Regions from separate parts of the Canis lupus genome. Here region 2 is linked to region 1. Evidence: chromatin contacts called from public Hi-C data. All regions are on one chromosome and are shown on one strand. The core of a region is the stretch at or near the end of the contact, and the rest is flanking DNA. Distances in the headings are between cores, read along the strand shown.

Region 1 (7,084 bases), core at 1,196-3,695:
CCCTGGATGGCTCAGCGGTTGAGCATCTGCCTTCTGCCCAGGGCGTGATCCCGGGGTCCTGGGATCAAGCCCCACATCGGGCTCCCTGCGAGAAGCCTGCTTCTCCTTCTGCCTGTGTCTCTGCCTCTCTCTCTGTGTCTCTCATGAATAAATAAATAAAATCTTAAAAAAAAAAAAAGACTCCCCAGCATTACCATTCCCTGCTGCCCAGCTCTCCTGTTCATCAAACTCACATGGGGTTACTATAGGTCAGTCACTAAACTCATTCTTTAATATGACAAACAACTGATACATTCACTTATGCCCCCAAGGCCTAAAAGCTCCCTTCTGTACTGGTTTATTCTTTCCTGAATGGGGAGTAAATTTTTATAAGACTACCTCACCCGAGTTCATTCCCCAGTAAGAAACATCACCTGCTCTGATTTCAACTTTTTAAAGAAGTAGCCTTCTGTTGCCCAAAGTCTGTGTTTTTCATAGTCCAAGTGGAAGAGTAAATATCTCACATCCTTGTCTTTGGTTTTAAAAGTCATCATGTGATGCCTGGGTGGCTCAGCAGTTGAGCCTCTGCCTTTGGCTCAGGACGTGATCCTGAGGTCCTGGATCAAGTCCCATGTCGGTTTCCCTGCATGGATCCTGCTTCTCCCTCTGCCTATATGTCTGCCTCTGTCTCTCATGAATAAATAAATCTTAAAAAAAAAAAAAAAAAAAAAAAAAGCTGCTAAACAGATGTGTAGGTTAAAGTGAAGATCCAAATACAGAGTCAATTCTACAGCAGACTGGGGGAGACATGAGAACAGGTTTCAGAGAGGAATTGATTCTTCACCAGTCTTAACAGGATGGGGACTAAGAGAGGTGTTACAAACCAGAACCTATAAACTTGGTGCCCAGACTTAAGTGAGGGAAACAAGTGGTTTGGGCTGGTGGAGGGCTTGGAGAACTAAGGAGTCAGACTGGTGGGAGGGAGCACATCTGCGCTGACGGCTGACTTCCGCTGCAGCCCTTAGCACAGGGAGATGGGGTGGAAAGATGAGGGCGGGGGAGGCCGGTGGTCAAAAAAGGAACCCCATGGGCAGCCCGGGTGGCTCAGCAGTTGAGCACCAGCCTTCAGCCCAGGGTGTGATCCTGGAGACCCGGGATCAAGTCCCGCATCGGGCTCCCTGCACGGAGCCTGCTTCTCCCTCTGCCTGTGTCTCCCATGAATAAATAAAAAAAATCTTTAAAAGAAAAAAGAAAAAAAAAAAAAAAAAAAAAAAGGAACCGCATGCCTCAGAGAAGAATGCTGGAAATGACTCTCCTAGTCTTTAGCTCACGCAAGACAGTAAAGGCTCTGTAACTGATGTAAACGCAAGTTACGTGTTTTAAAAAATTGACTCCCCCCCAAAAAAATAAATAAAAAATAAAAATAAAAAATTGACTCCCGTTATATAGGCAAGCTGGAAAACCTTTGTTGTCTTTGAGAACAGCATTTACTCAGATGAAATCTGCCCCTGATCCTAGCAAAGGAGTACACATCTCCCTCTCGTAGGTCCTTCGCCTACCGAGGTCAAAACCCTGAAGAAGCCTCATCACCTGTGCTGGACGAGAACGCATCTCAACACCATCACGGAGAAGCGACTGATTACCTGTAATACGGGTCTTCGAAACATGGCTTCTATTTGCTTTTCCTACAGTGTAGTGTGTGGTCTTCCCCTGGAAAAAAAGAGAGAGAGAGAGATGTCACTTAGAGCAAGAGCACAAACCCACTAATCCTAACGTCCCGACTACATTCCTAATTTTACGCAGTCCCCCTCGCGACCATAAACATCCCTGCACATTTTACCAGGACTCTTCCTCTCAAATGAAAAAAAAAAAAAAAAGAAGTTGAAGTCGTTTTTACTCCCCTTGCTTCTTCCTCTAACTCCTACCAAAAAAAAAAAAAAACTGATTTTTTTTTCCCCACTCGCATTCCACGGTCTTCTCAAATTCCAGCAAAATGCAAGCCCCCTTGAGTTCCCAATTAAAAATATATATATATGTAAGAAAATAAAAATGCAAGCCCCCCCCCTTCCCAGGGCTGATTTATATTGACTGCCACATCCAACGCTCCTAAGTTTGTTCCTGACCCATAGTGGAGGCCCACCAAGTATGACAACGTCACCAAGGGATGTAAATCTGAAACCTGGAGCTGCTAAAATCACCGCCCTCCATGCCGGTGGCAAAGCCCACGGAGACCCCGGGACTCCCCCCCACCCCCCCGGCCCCGGCCTCCCCGCAGGGACGGGCGGGTCCCCTTCCCAAAGGTGGCGCTCCTAACCCACCCCGTAAAAGGACCTGGGAAGTGACAGAAAACCCTGAAGTCCTCCGCACGGGGGAGAAGAAGAGCCGAGACACACACACAGCAGCCGCAGCACCTCCTCGCCATCAGCAGCGACGAGCTCCCGCTCGCCCCCTCCCGCACCGGAAGCTCTCGCGGGTTCAGCGTCACCGCCACAAGCACTTCCGGGGGACAGGGAGAACGCACGCCTCGCGAGAGGAATGAGAACGCGGAACGGCTGCGGCGTGCGTCGTAGAAACGCTCCGGGCAGCGCTTCCGGAAGCGACGCGGTAGTTCCGCCAGCTTCTTTTTTTTTTTTTTTTTTTTTTTTTCCACCTCCGGGCGGAAGCGGATGAGGCAACGCCGCCGAGCGGTGAGTAGCGGAAGTGATTTCAAGTTTCTAATAAAATGAAATGATTGGACGAGCTTCCCCTGTGGCCCAGGAGGGGCCGAGGTGGGCGAGGGCAAAGGATGCTCCGCCTGCGGGGGGAGCCTGCGCAGGTCCAGGCAGGCCTGCAGCGGGGAAACCCGGGGGAGGAAGTCGAGCTGAGAAAGGAAAAATTAAGGGGATGCAAAAAAAAAAAAAAAAAAAAAAAAATTGGCGATCAAAATAATATTTCAGGAAGAGTCAGGGTGAGATTTTTAAGAATGTTAGTTCAAAAAAGAAATCTGTGATGAACAAAAAATAAAAATAAAAATAATTTTTTTTAAAAAAAAAGCAAAATTTTAATTAAATTCTGAGCCATATTGAATCCTGAGGCACAAGAGGGGGGAAAAAAAAACGTTCGTTTTTACATATACCTCCCCCACCAAAAAAAAAAAAAAAAATTCCATGATATTAAAATACTTGAATATCGAAAATTCGAAGAGAAGGTTTATTAAAACGCACCCCATTAAGTTTATATTATTTATGCCAAAACCAGAAGTCAGTGTAGTTCTACTTTCCTGGCTTCCCTGGAAGTAAATTGATGCATAATATTTACAGCAATCTACTTATTATGCTTTCCTTCTTTCCAGCCGTGGGCCTTGCATGTGCGACCATGTCTCTTAACCAAGTTGCAATCTTTGTTTTTTTTTTCTTTTTTAAGATTTTATTTATTTATTCATGAGACACACAGAGAGAGGCAGAGACACAGGCAGAGGGAGAAGCAGGCTCCATGCAGGGAGCCCCACATGGGACTCAACCCCTGGCCCCCGGGGTCAGGCCCTGGGCTGAAGGTGGAGCTAAACCGCTGAGCCACCCAGGCTGCCCTAATTTTAATATCTTTAAAATATTGCATTAAAGTGTCCTTGAGCTTGGTTGCTGTGTTTCTTGGCACCGTCAGCCTGGGTCCTGCTCAGTGGGAGGGTACTGGGGTGGTCCAGGTTGCAGGACCTGGGCCAGAGGCGGCCTCCCCAGGCCTCTCCTCTGCTGGCCCCGGGGGCCTGTCCTGGGTTCCCCGCCAGACCAGTCTAACAAGCAAATTGCCATCTGGGGACCCTATACCTAGAGAGGTCCTCACTGGCCCATTTTTGTCTCAAAAGGAGAAAACACAGACTACTTAACATGGCTTCCAATGGACATTTTAACCTGCTCCTAAAAGCCTGGCTGACGAGCTGGTACATGCTAGACGCTTACCTCCCGTTTAACCTCTACCTTCACAATGTTCAGCTCCTGAAACAGCATGTTGTACTGCCTTCAGGCCTCGCGCAGTTATTAATGGTCCCACACCCACCGGCCGTGGTGCTGCTGTCAGTGCCCTGCAGTCATCTCCTGTTTAAAAATCTCACTTCTAGGGGCTCAGTGCAAGTCTAACTCTTGGTTCAGGCTCGGGGTCCTGAGATCCAGCCTCACCTCAGGCTCATGCTCAGCCCAAGCTGGCTGGAGACTATCTCTCCCTCTGCCCCTTCCTCCCCTACCTCTAAAATAAATAAAATCTTGGGACCCCTGGGTGGCTCAGTGGTTGACCATCTGCCTTTGGCTCAGGGCATGATCCTGGGGTCCCGGGATCGAGTCCCGCATCGGGCTCCCTGCATGGAGCCTGCTTCTCCCCCTGCCTGTGTCTCTGCCCCCCCCTCTCTCTCTCTCTCTCTCTCTCTCATGAATAAATACATAAAATATTTTTTTTTAGAAAATGTTGAAAAAAATCCTTTAAAAGAAAAATCTTCCTTCTACTTGAGCTGTTCAGATGAACGAAAGCAAAATAAGCAAAATTCATCCTTTCCTCCAAAACCAATTTACCCCTTCTAAACTCTGTTTACTTTAATGGTACCAACATTATCCCTGAGTTGAACTTTGGAGTCATCTTTAAAACCTCTTCCTAATCACCTACATCCAGTTTATTCATATCTGCTCAGCCCTAAATTTATTTCATTATACCATGACCTCTCCCTCTTTGTATCTGCCCATACTTCTGAGGAGCGCGGAAAGGGTTGTTTAGAATTAAAAAAGCAGAAAGCATGCCAATTGAAAACAGCCTTGAGGAAACTCATAACTTTATACATAACATCTTAATCTAAATAGCATCTTAAACTAATCTCAATTCTCAGACAGGAATTACCAATACACATGTTCTTAGACTATTGGACCAAATTGTATGTGCTGCTTTCTTTTTAACTCTTAACAAGAAAAACATTAAAATATACAAAATATATAAATGTGGGCAGCCCAGGTGGCTCAGTGGTTTAGCACCGCTTTCAGCCCAGGGCCTGATCCTGGAGACCCGGGATCGAGTCCCACGTCGGGCTCCCTGCATGGAGCCTGCTTCTCCCCCTGCCTGTGTCTCTGCCTCTCTCTCGCTCTCCTGTGTATTCTCATGAATAAATGAATAAAATATTTTATTTATATATATTATATATAAAATAAATATATATATATAATAAAAAATATATATTATATATAAATAAATCTTTTATATATATTATATATATAATATATATATTTATATATATATAAATAAAAGACGTCATGGAAGAATGGAGCTAAAACATTTTCTTATCAACTACATCCTCCTTCCCCTCAACAAATGCTCCAGCCAGGCATTCTCAGTATCTGAGAATGTTCTCACTGTTCTGTTATCTGCAATGCCCTTCTCCATACTTTCAAAACCCTCTACTCAAAGTCCTTACTTTGTTCTTCCATTTCACTTTCTTACACACTTAGTCTTGTATTATAATTTAGATGACCATGAAGGTAGCTCATCCTCCGCATTGACTGTGAGCTCTTAGAGGACGGGGACCTTGTGAATATCCAACCAAAAATTATGCTTTAAAGCAAGGAGAGGCTTTAGAACAGTGTAGGTCACAGGCCAGAACAAAGAAATAGGAAGATAAAGTAGGAAGAACCCAGAAGGATACTCAAATAAGCCTGAAATTAGAAGACTAAAAACAAACAACAAAAGAATCAGAGACATGGAAGAGTGGCTGAAATGGATTTTTGTAATAGAGATGCCTCTTTCAAGAATCTCCAATTTGCATAATTGTAGACTCTCTGTAGTTCATTCATGGACCCAGAAAGGGCCTTCTTGATGCTGAGAAGTACTGACAGACAGCAATATGACTTTAATCAGCTACCATTACTCCTGGCAGTAGTGGAATAATTCAGGGCTTTCATCCTTTGCAAAGGTAGTTGAGAAAGAGAAGTATCTGTCATAGATGCCCAGGGCCACAAAGTTATCTTTGGCCTTGCCTTTTTTCCCCTCTAAATTAGAAAAAGTCTTAGCTATATAGGCATTAAGTGGTAGAGACCAGTGTTGGCAATGCTTTATCACAGATTGTCCAAATCTTCCTATGTCATTGCTATATAAAAACATTTTTTGGAAATTTCAATGCAATTTTCACTTTGTTTCTAAATCAGTTTTTCTCAAGCCTCATAATAACGGGTGGAAAATTATAGCACTTACTATCTAAATGGATTACAGCAACTACTTTAAAATGGCTCAAAAGCAATTTTAGCAGCACTTCATAGTTATTAGTTATTAGAGCTATTTTTTGTTAAATTTTTTTTAAAAATCAACTTGACATTTTTATGTAATTCAGGATTGAAATTATGGTTCATACAGAGATAAAAAAGCTTAATTTTTCAGGCTGAAATGTTGACCTTTATCTTTTAATGTTCATCATTATACAGCTTTAGATAATGGCATCTATAAACTGATACATATGTAAGAGTTTAATAAAGCACAATATCATTCCTTTAAGTCTCAAGATTATCTGTTGGCAACTTAACATCAGTGTATGTTTAAGATCTATAGAAAAGTAGCACAAATTTATTATTTAAAAAAAAGTAGCACATTTATATCCTAAAATATTTAAGTTCAACTTGTTTAATATTGTAAGTCCAATGATGTTAATATTTGATAGTATGACATTTGATAACTAGTTCCTAGGTTACCTTATGATCTCTGTGCAAAAACAGAACTTTAGGACTGAGGATGGAGCATCTTACAGAGGCAAGGGGTCAACTTCAGCTTCCAGCTGAACTGAAAGGGATGAAATCCTCAGCCCAGTGAAGACTCAGTCCCTCTCACACTCAACAGTGTCTATGTAGCCACCTGCTGGTTTAGTAACTTTGTGGTACTCTGGAGTCCCCCAGAGAGAGAGGGAGAGAAAGCAATAGTCTGGCACCAGATCCACTCAAGTGCTGACATGGGCTCTGAGGAGCAGGGTCAAGAAGAGGTCATAGACCTTAAAAGTACGAGTGGTCAATGTCTGAGAAGACAAGTATAATTAAAGAATTCTGGTCTGTACATTGCATATGTTTAACAATATACCTGTTTCTAAATTGCAAATTGTGGTTGATCTTGCACTGCA
Region 2 (7,084 bases), core at 2,031-4,530, 620 kb after region 1:
TCACAGAGTATATCTGATTTCAGAAAATCACAACAAATATCCTATTACTGTATTTCTAACAGCCATACTTGATCCTTACCTGGAATGTACATCAGACAAGAAGAGGCAGGAAGCCTAAGAAGGGTTTACGGTGCCTTGATTGGTCACGAAAGAAAGCTTCACCCAAAACATATTAAATTGTTCCTTTGTCATCCAAGAGGGTTTTATACTCTGGGGTGAGGGATACACCTTTTTTTTTTTTTTTTTTAAATAAAGTAAGAAAAGAATTATTGTAAATGCAGAAGTAAGAGAACTTATATGACGTGAGGAATGAGTATTTATACAATAGGGAATCTGTAAGTTAATTTACTTAAAGGAATAAGTATCCACCTACCCTTTCTACTATGTCACACAATAAGAACCTGAAGATGATGTGAGTTTTGGGGACGCCTGAGTGGCTCAGTGGTTGAGTGTCTGCCTTTGGCTCAGGTCGTGATTCCAGTCCCAGGATGGAGTCCACATCGGGCTCCCTGCAAGGGGTCTGCTTCTCCCTCTGCCTGTGTCTCTGCCTCTCTCTGTGTGTCTCTCTCATGAATAAGTAAATAAAATCTTTAAAAAAAAAAAAAAAGATGATGTGAGTTTTAATTCTTGCTGTGTCTAATGGCAAGGAATATTTGCCATAGAATATGATGAGTAATGAAACTGTGTACGTGAGAGGCTTTCCATTTTACCACAACCTAGAGTAGGAAGCATATTTTACATTATGATCCGATACATGCATATTGTTTCATGAAACAATAATTACCCTCATTACATGTGATGCACTCTGATAGTCCCATTCTAATGTCTTTTAATGCTGCTCAGAACCTACTAAATTGATTTCATGACCAACTAATGATTCATAGCCCACAATTCTATTTTTTTAGACATTTTATTTATTTATTAGAGAGAAAGAGCATGAGGAGGGTGGAGGAGCAGAAGGAGGGAAAAGCAGGCTCCCCACTGAGCAGAGACCCTGTCACAAGGAAGATCCATCCCAGGACCCTGAGATCATGACCTGAGCTGAAGGCAGACGCTTAACTCACTGAGCCACCCAGGCGCCCCTCATAGCTACAATTTTAAAACGTTGAGCAATAGGTATAGAAATTTATAATGAGGGATGCCTGGGTGTCTCAGCAGTTGAGCATCTGCCTTTGGCTCAGGGCGTGATCCTGGAGACCTGGGATGGAATCCCACATCGGGCTCCCTGCATGGAGCCTGCTTCTCCCTCTGCCTATGTCTCTGCCTCTCTCTCTGTGTGTCTCTCATGAAAAATAAATAAAACTTTTTTTAAAAAGAAATCTATAGGGACACCTGGGTGTTTCAGAGGTTGAGCGTCTGCCTTTGGATCAGGGCGAGATCCTAGAGTTCCGAGATCAAGTCCCACATCGGGCTCCCTGCGTGGAGCCTGCTTCTCCCTCTGCCTGTGTCTCTGCCTCTCTCTGTCTCTCATGAACAAATAAAATCTTAAATTAAAAAAAAAAAAAGTTGGGAGAATCAAAGAAATGATTCTATCCTAGAGCCTCTGGAGGGCGTGTGGTCCTGTCAACACTTTGATTTTGGCCCAGTGACACTGTCTTTGGACTTCTGGCCTCCAGAACCGTGAGAGAATAAAGTTCTGATGTTTTAAGCCCCAAGGTTTGTGGTATGTTGTTACATCAGGCTCAGGAAATTAATAGGAACTCCAAAAGCTTCTTAATGAGAGTCATATTGCAAAGTGCCCAGAGTGTTACCAAAATCCAAGTTTAGCTGCCTGTCACTCATAAAGACAATACTCAAGAAACAAGTTTTGATTGGAAAGGAATATGAGCTTTTTTTTTCTCTTTTAAGATGTTATTTATTTACTCATGAGAGACACAGAGAGAGGCAAAGACACAGGCAGAGGGAGAAGTAGGCTCCATGCAGGGAGCCCGACGTGGGACTCGATCCAGGGTCTCCAGGATCACCCCTGGGCCAAAGGCGGGGCTAAACCGCTGAACCACCTGGGCTGCCCAGAAAAGAATATTGATCTTTATACAGGAGGCCAGCAACCTGGGAGAAGGCAGACTCTTGTCCTAAGACCAACTCCGAGGCTTCTGTGGGGCCAAGGATTTTTTAAAGGGGTTCAGGGTGGTTAATCAGTAAAGGGAGTGCCATGGTCCATAACATTTCTTGTACTGTGCAGACTTAATGGTGCCAGCTACAGAGGTTTTCACAGCACACAGAGGCTGTGCAAGGGAGTCTGGCTCCTTAGTGTGGGGCACTGAGGTTGCCGGCACGTGCAAAGGGTCTGGTTTCTGTTTCCAGACATGCAGAAGGGCTCTATTCTTTTCTAGGAAAGAATGCATGATCTTAAGATTTAAAAAAGAAAAAAAAAAAAAAAAGGTTTCATTAATCAATCACATGGGCTAGGGGTGGTTGCTAAAGCTTCAAGACTATTAGGTTGGCCAGAAAGACAGAAGCAGCTTCAAGAGTAGCCACTTGGGGCACCTGGGCGGCTCAGGGGTTGAGCGTCTGCTCTATAGGAGGGAAGAGAGTGTCAATAGGATGCCCTCCAGGTATAGGGCTGGCTGCTCATGTGCCCTATTTCCAGGGTACATGTTACAGTCTTTATGAAAAGCCTCGAAGAACGCTCAGAAAATAGTGTTCCCAGCCCAACTCTCAGTCGATAAATGCTTCGTACAAGGCCCAGGCGGTGTGGCCTGCCTGACAGCCGGTTTAGCACGGAGGGAAATACAGGAATTCTACGATCTGCGGCGGAGTCAGACAAATACCCCATCCCTCCTCCCTGAAGAAGCTTCCGGGCCAGCGGGGAGACCCGCAGGCAGCCCAAATCTACCCTAATCCTGCGAAAGGGAGTCGAGAATGGCCTTCTACAGATGGTACTAACGGTCCACTAGAGGAGGAGCGGGAAGGGGAACGGGAGGGCAACGGCCTCCCCGATGGGCCGCAAGACCCTTCGGCCCCAAGTCAGGCAGTGTCCCCGGGGCGCGTCGAGGCCTCAGCTGGATGCAAAGGGAAAGAAAACAGGAAGAAAGGAGGAACGGGGGGGGGGTGTCTTCCTCCTTCACTACGTGGCACGCGCATAACCACTGTGGAAGGCAGCACCGTAGGCATTTCCCAACAAAATACATTCAGCAAACCCTGCAAGACGTTCCCGTAGGGCGACGATCTCCGTAAACCACCTCCGCGCTCCGCCTACGCGGCGCACGCCCCTCACTGCGCAGGCGCCAGGGATGACCTCTGAGGCCTCCGAGCGAGAGCGCTAGTAGTTCCGGGTTCCCCCGCGCTCCGCTCTAGCCGCAAGCTTCCGCTTCTCCGCTGCTCTCGGTGGTAGGCTCCCTCCCGCGGGAGCGTGGAGCCGGGCCGGGGGGCGGGCCTTCCGGGAGAGGGGCGCGTGCGCGTGGGAGAGGAAGGTCGCGAGTAGGTAAGGGTGTCCGAGAGCTTGGGGGTGACGGGGGTGACGGGGGTGGGGGGTCTGCCATGAGAGACGGGCGGTCGTTGGGGAGGTCCTGCAAGGGTCTCCGACCGTCTAGAGTCCCCAAGAATAAGAAGAGGCGAGTTCGTCATCAACCAGCTCGGAGGTTTCACACCACCCTGCAAGCAGGGTGACCCTTTCCTGCGTAAATTGGGGACTTTACCGAACGCAGGACGCTAGCGTAGCTTCCTCCCCGGCGCAGTTCCTCTCTCCTGGTTAGGAAGCGTGCACGGCTCGGTTCCTCAGCTCATCACACGGCATTTCTGCACCGTAGCTGGGGGAGAGGAGATGCAAATTAATTTTGTTGCCAGTTGGAAAAAAAAATATTTGCGGGTGCCTGGCTGGCTCGATGGGTAAAGCGTGCGACTCGACCTCGGGGCCTTCGAGCCCCACCTTGGGTGCAGAGATCATAAAAAATAAATAAATATAATGCCGTACCGAGGCGAGCGCCGGCTGACTTGACACCTGCTTCCAGCACAGGCAAGCGGGATCCGGTCAGTTGCAGGGGATCGGAGGCGTTGTCGTCGGACTGAGTCCAGCGGGCAGAGGTTCAGAGCCGTTCACGTCCCTACGACCCAGTGGATCGATTAGTACCAGACTTTAAGAATAATACAACATCACGTTTAGGTTGTTTTTCTGTGAGCTACGTGTGCAGAAGGTGTGGGTTCCCCGAGGCCTGAGGAGTAGGAGCGCACCCACCATGCACCTGAGTTTTGAGGTCAGCGTCCACGCAGGGAGGCGTCTACTTGTTCTCAGGTCGGAGGTGAGGAAGCCCATGTAAAGGACCGTCACTGCTGCAAACACGACGTCGCCATCTAAGCGCAAGAGTCCAGAGCTGGTGCTTTCCGCTAACCAGTGGTTTTCTGAGAAACTGGAGAAAGCTCTCCCCCCGCATAATTTGCGCACACACACACACACACACAGGCACGCTTCGTACCGTTTTAAAAAGTTGCAAGGGATTCGCCGCGCTCAGGGATACCCAGGTTAGGAACTCCAGCTCTTCAGCTGCCCTTTTCAAAGGAAAAAGGCAAAACTAATCCAGAGCCAAAACTTGAACTTTCAAATGCACCAAATCTATCCTAAAAATCAAAGAAACTTACCCTTTTATGCCAAAGTAAAAAAAAAAAAAAAAAAATGCATTTTCTTGTGTGGGCTTAACATGTCTTTCTCCAGCCCAGCACATTTGAAAATACATGTGTGTGTGTGTGTGTTTTATTTATTTTTGCTTAGCATTTCCCACTCCAGTTAATTTTTCTTTATTCTGTTTTCTTAAGATCACATTTAAGGAAAAATGACGTTTTTAAGTGACTGTCTTGTACAATGAAAATTCACTGATGTAAATTATTTGCCTTTAATGTCTTGAACATAATCATTCTTTTATTTTAAAGATAAAATTGGAAGATTGTGTAAGGATGCACACTGGGTCCTGAAAAATCCTAAGTAAGGCTCTCTCCCCAATTAAAAAAAAGAATTTAAGATAGTAAAAAGTGACCATCTGATAGTCTTAGGACCAGTATTTACGGACAACAGAACTGTTTAGCTGTTTTAGTCTGTGTTAAAAGAAAAGCATACGAAGCTCCTATGCCTTTCTTCGTCAGAGATATATGTCTGGTCTGTGGAAGGAGACTACAAAGTCTCCTTTGTAATTGTTATAATCATTTTCAATTTTCTTCTGTTTGGCAAATGGATCTTTATTACTAGTAAGGGATTCAGGTTTGAAGAGGCTTATTTCCTTTCTCCATCATAAAAGTTTTAGGACTTGGATTTTGTGGTATAACCACGTCCCAGTGGATTCTAATGAGACCTCATTACTTCTCAATGTCCCAGTAATTTGCTACATTGCAAAGTGGGCCTGCACAGAAGTTAACATCCTGTGGTGGTTTCAGTGACCACTTACTTTCCCAAGGAGTCCCTTCCTCTTTGCTGTCTGTCAAGTTACCAAGCTGCTGGTCCCCTCCCTTGTGTTTCTCTGGCTGTCAGTTTTTATAAGTAAAGATGTCATTCCAGGGATTTAGAGGTTTAGCTGCAGGAGTGTGTTTCTCCTGATGAGATTAGATGAAGACAAGGAATAGGGGGCACCTGGGTGGCTCAGTGAGTTAAGTGTCTGACTTCGGCTCAGGGTCACGATCCCAGGGTCCTGGGATTGAGCTGCACATGGGGCTCCCTGCTCAGTGGGGGGCCTGCTTCTCCCTCTGCCCCTGCTCATGCTCTCTCTCTCAAATAAATAAAAATCTTTTTAAAGATGTATTTTTAAAAAATAAATAAGGAAAAGGAATAAATAACTGTGCCCGACTAGATCCTATGAACCCCAAACTTAAAAACATGTTTAGGTTTTTTTCTTAAGTTACCCTTTACGGAGTGCGACGGCTTTAACTTATCCCTCTTATTTCTAACTTATTTCCACAAGCTTTGTTTCCCAAAAAGGAAAGTCAGATTTAGAAAACCACTAACTTTAACCCAGCCAATAAATGGCAGAGCCAGGATGCAAACCCAGGCCTCAGGACTCCATGCTGCCTCTTCATTTAAAAATATAAGGTGAAGGAATTCCGAACACATAAGTGAGAACACTGCAACAAAACAATAGTTCCTGACCACCAAATAACTGATTGTGAAAAACTGTGCACTTGAAACAGAAATCTATTTAAATGCCATTATAGCAATTAAGCAAAAACAAAGCAAAGTTGACTAAGAAACCATTATTTTTAGTTTTGTTTTTTTAATCTCATGTTTGAAAAAAGATAACTTTCACTGAAGGGAGAGAAAAAGTAAAGCATGCAAAGACACTGTAGCCTCTAAAGGCAAATCTGCAAGGCACTGATTTGTTACTATTTCCTATTTATACATTAAACTGTTAATGCCCTTTTTTTCTCATTGATGAAACTATAACCCTACCCCTAAGGAGGCAGCCCAGCCCACTCCTGCCCACACAATGGAGCTAGAGTTGAGAAGGAAGTGAATCTGAGAATGGGAGTGCTGAAAGGAAAAGGAGGAAGCAAGGCTTGCAGGTGATCTCCAGTTTGGAGGGACAGGGAAGAGACCCTGGATCCGACAGTTTTCCCATTGCTGGCCTTCAGATGGCACTATTGGCTCATTTGGTTGGTGTTCAGATTGTTAAATGGTTTGAGATTGACATTCTGCGATTAGTTGGAGGTCAGCCTCTGTTCTTTCAATGCATCTAGAAATAGACATGAAAAATTCCTTAATTTAAACACAGGTTTTGGGTTTGTTTGTTGTTTTTTTTTTTCCTTACAAGAGTTATTTTGAAATTTACTTGGCCTCATTCTTGTTTGGGTTTTAAGATTTTGTTGTTGTTGTTGTTAATAGTAAACTCTGCGCCCAACATGGGGCTTGAACTCATGACCCCAAGATCAAGAATCACGTGCTTTACTGACCGAGTCAGCCGGGTGCCCTAGAGGGTCGGTTTTTTTGTTTTTCAGTTTTTTTGTTTGTTTTTGTATATTTCTCCCATTGTTCTTTCAAGATAGGTCTATGCCTTTTTTTCTGTTTATCAGTTCCTTTTCATCCCCACAGAACTGCCCCCAAAGATGGTCTCTCATCTCAAAGGTTCTCATCTCACTACAAAATTTCACATAAATTAGCATATCCTGC

What was found. A called contact is a pair of places that touch in the nucleus more often than the background predicts.
Region 2: a contact with region 1 is called in a Hi-C map of blood, with 4 times the contacts expected there. The contact joins the promoter of MRPS33 here to the promoter of SSBP1 in region 1. A contact is called at or near these places in 2 of 9 Hi-C or Micro-C datasets (both in blood).

What each region holds. Positions count from the first base shown.
Region 1 is chr16:7,244,042-7,251,125 of UU_Cfam_GSD_1.0, forward strand. It overlaps SSBP1 (single stranded DNA binding protein 1), which reads right to left and starts at 2,446. Exons shown (of 7, transcript NM_001252279.1): 1 at 2,311-2,446; 2 at 1,623-1,689. The coding sequence starts at 1,646.
Region 2 is chr16:7,863,233-7,870,316 of UU_Cfam_GSD_1.0, forward strand. It overlaps MRPS33 (28S ribosomal protein S33, mitochondrial), which reads left to right and starts at 3,281. Exons shown (of 3, transcript XM_038559383.1): 1 at 3,281-3,424. It overlaps LOC111090230 (a long non-coding RNA gene), which reads right to left and starts at 5,645. Exons shown (of 7, transcript XR_005371238.1): 1 at 4,413-5,645; 2 at 4,182-4,290; 3 at 3,914-4,043; 4 at 3,141-3,749. It overlaps LOC111090231 (a long non-coding RNA gene), which reads right to left. Exons shown (of 6, transcript XR_005371236.1): 6 at 6,044-6,650.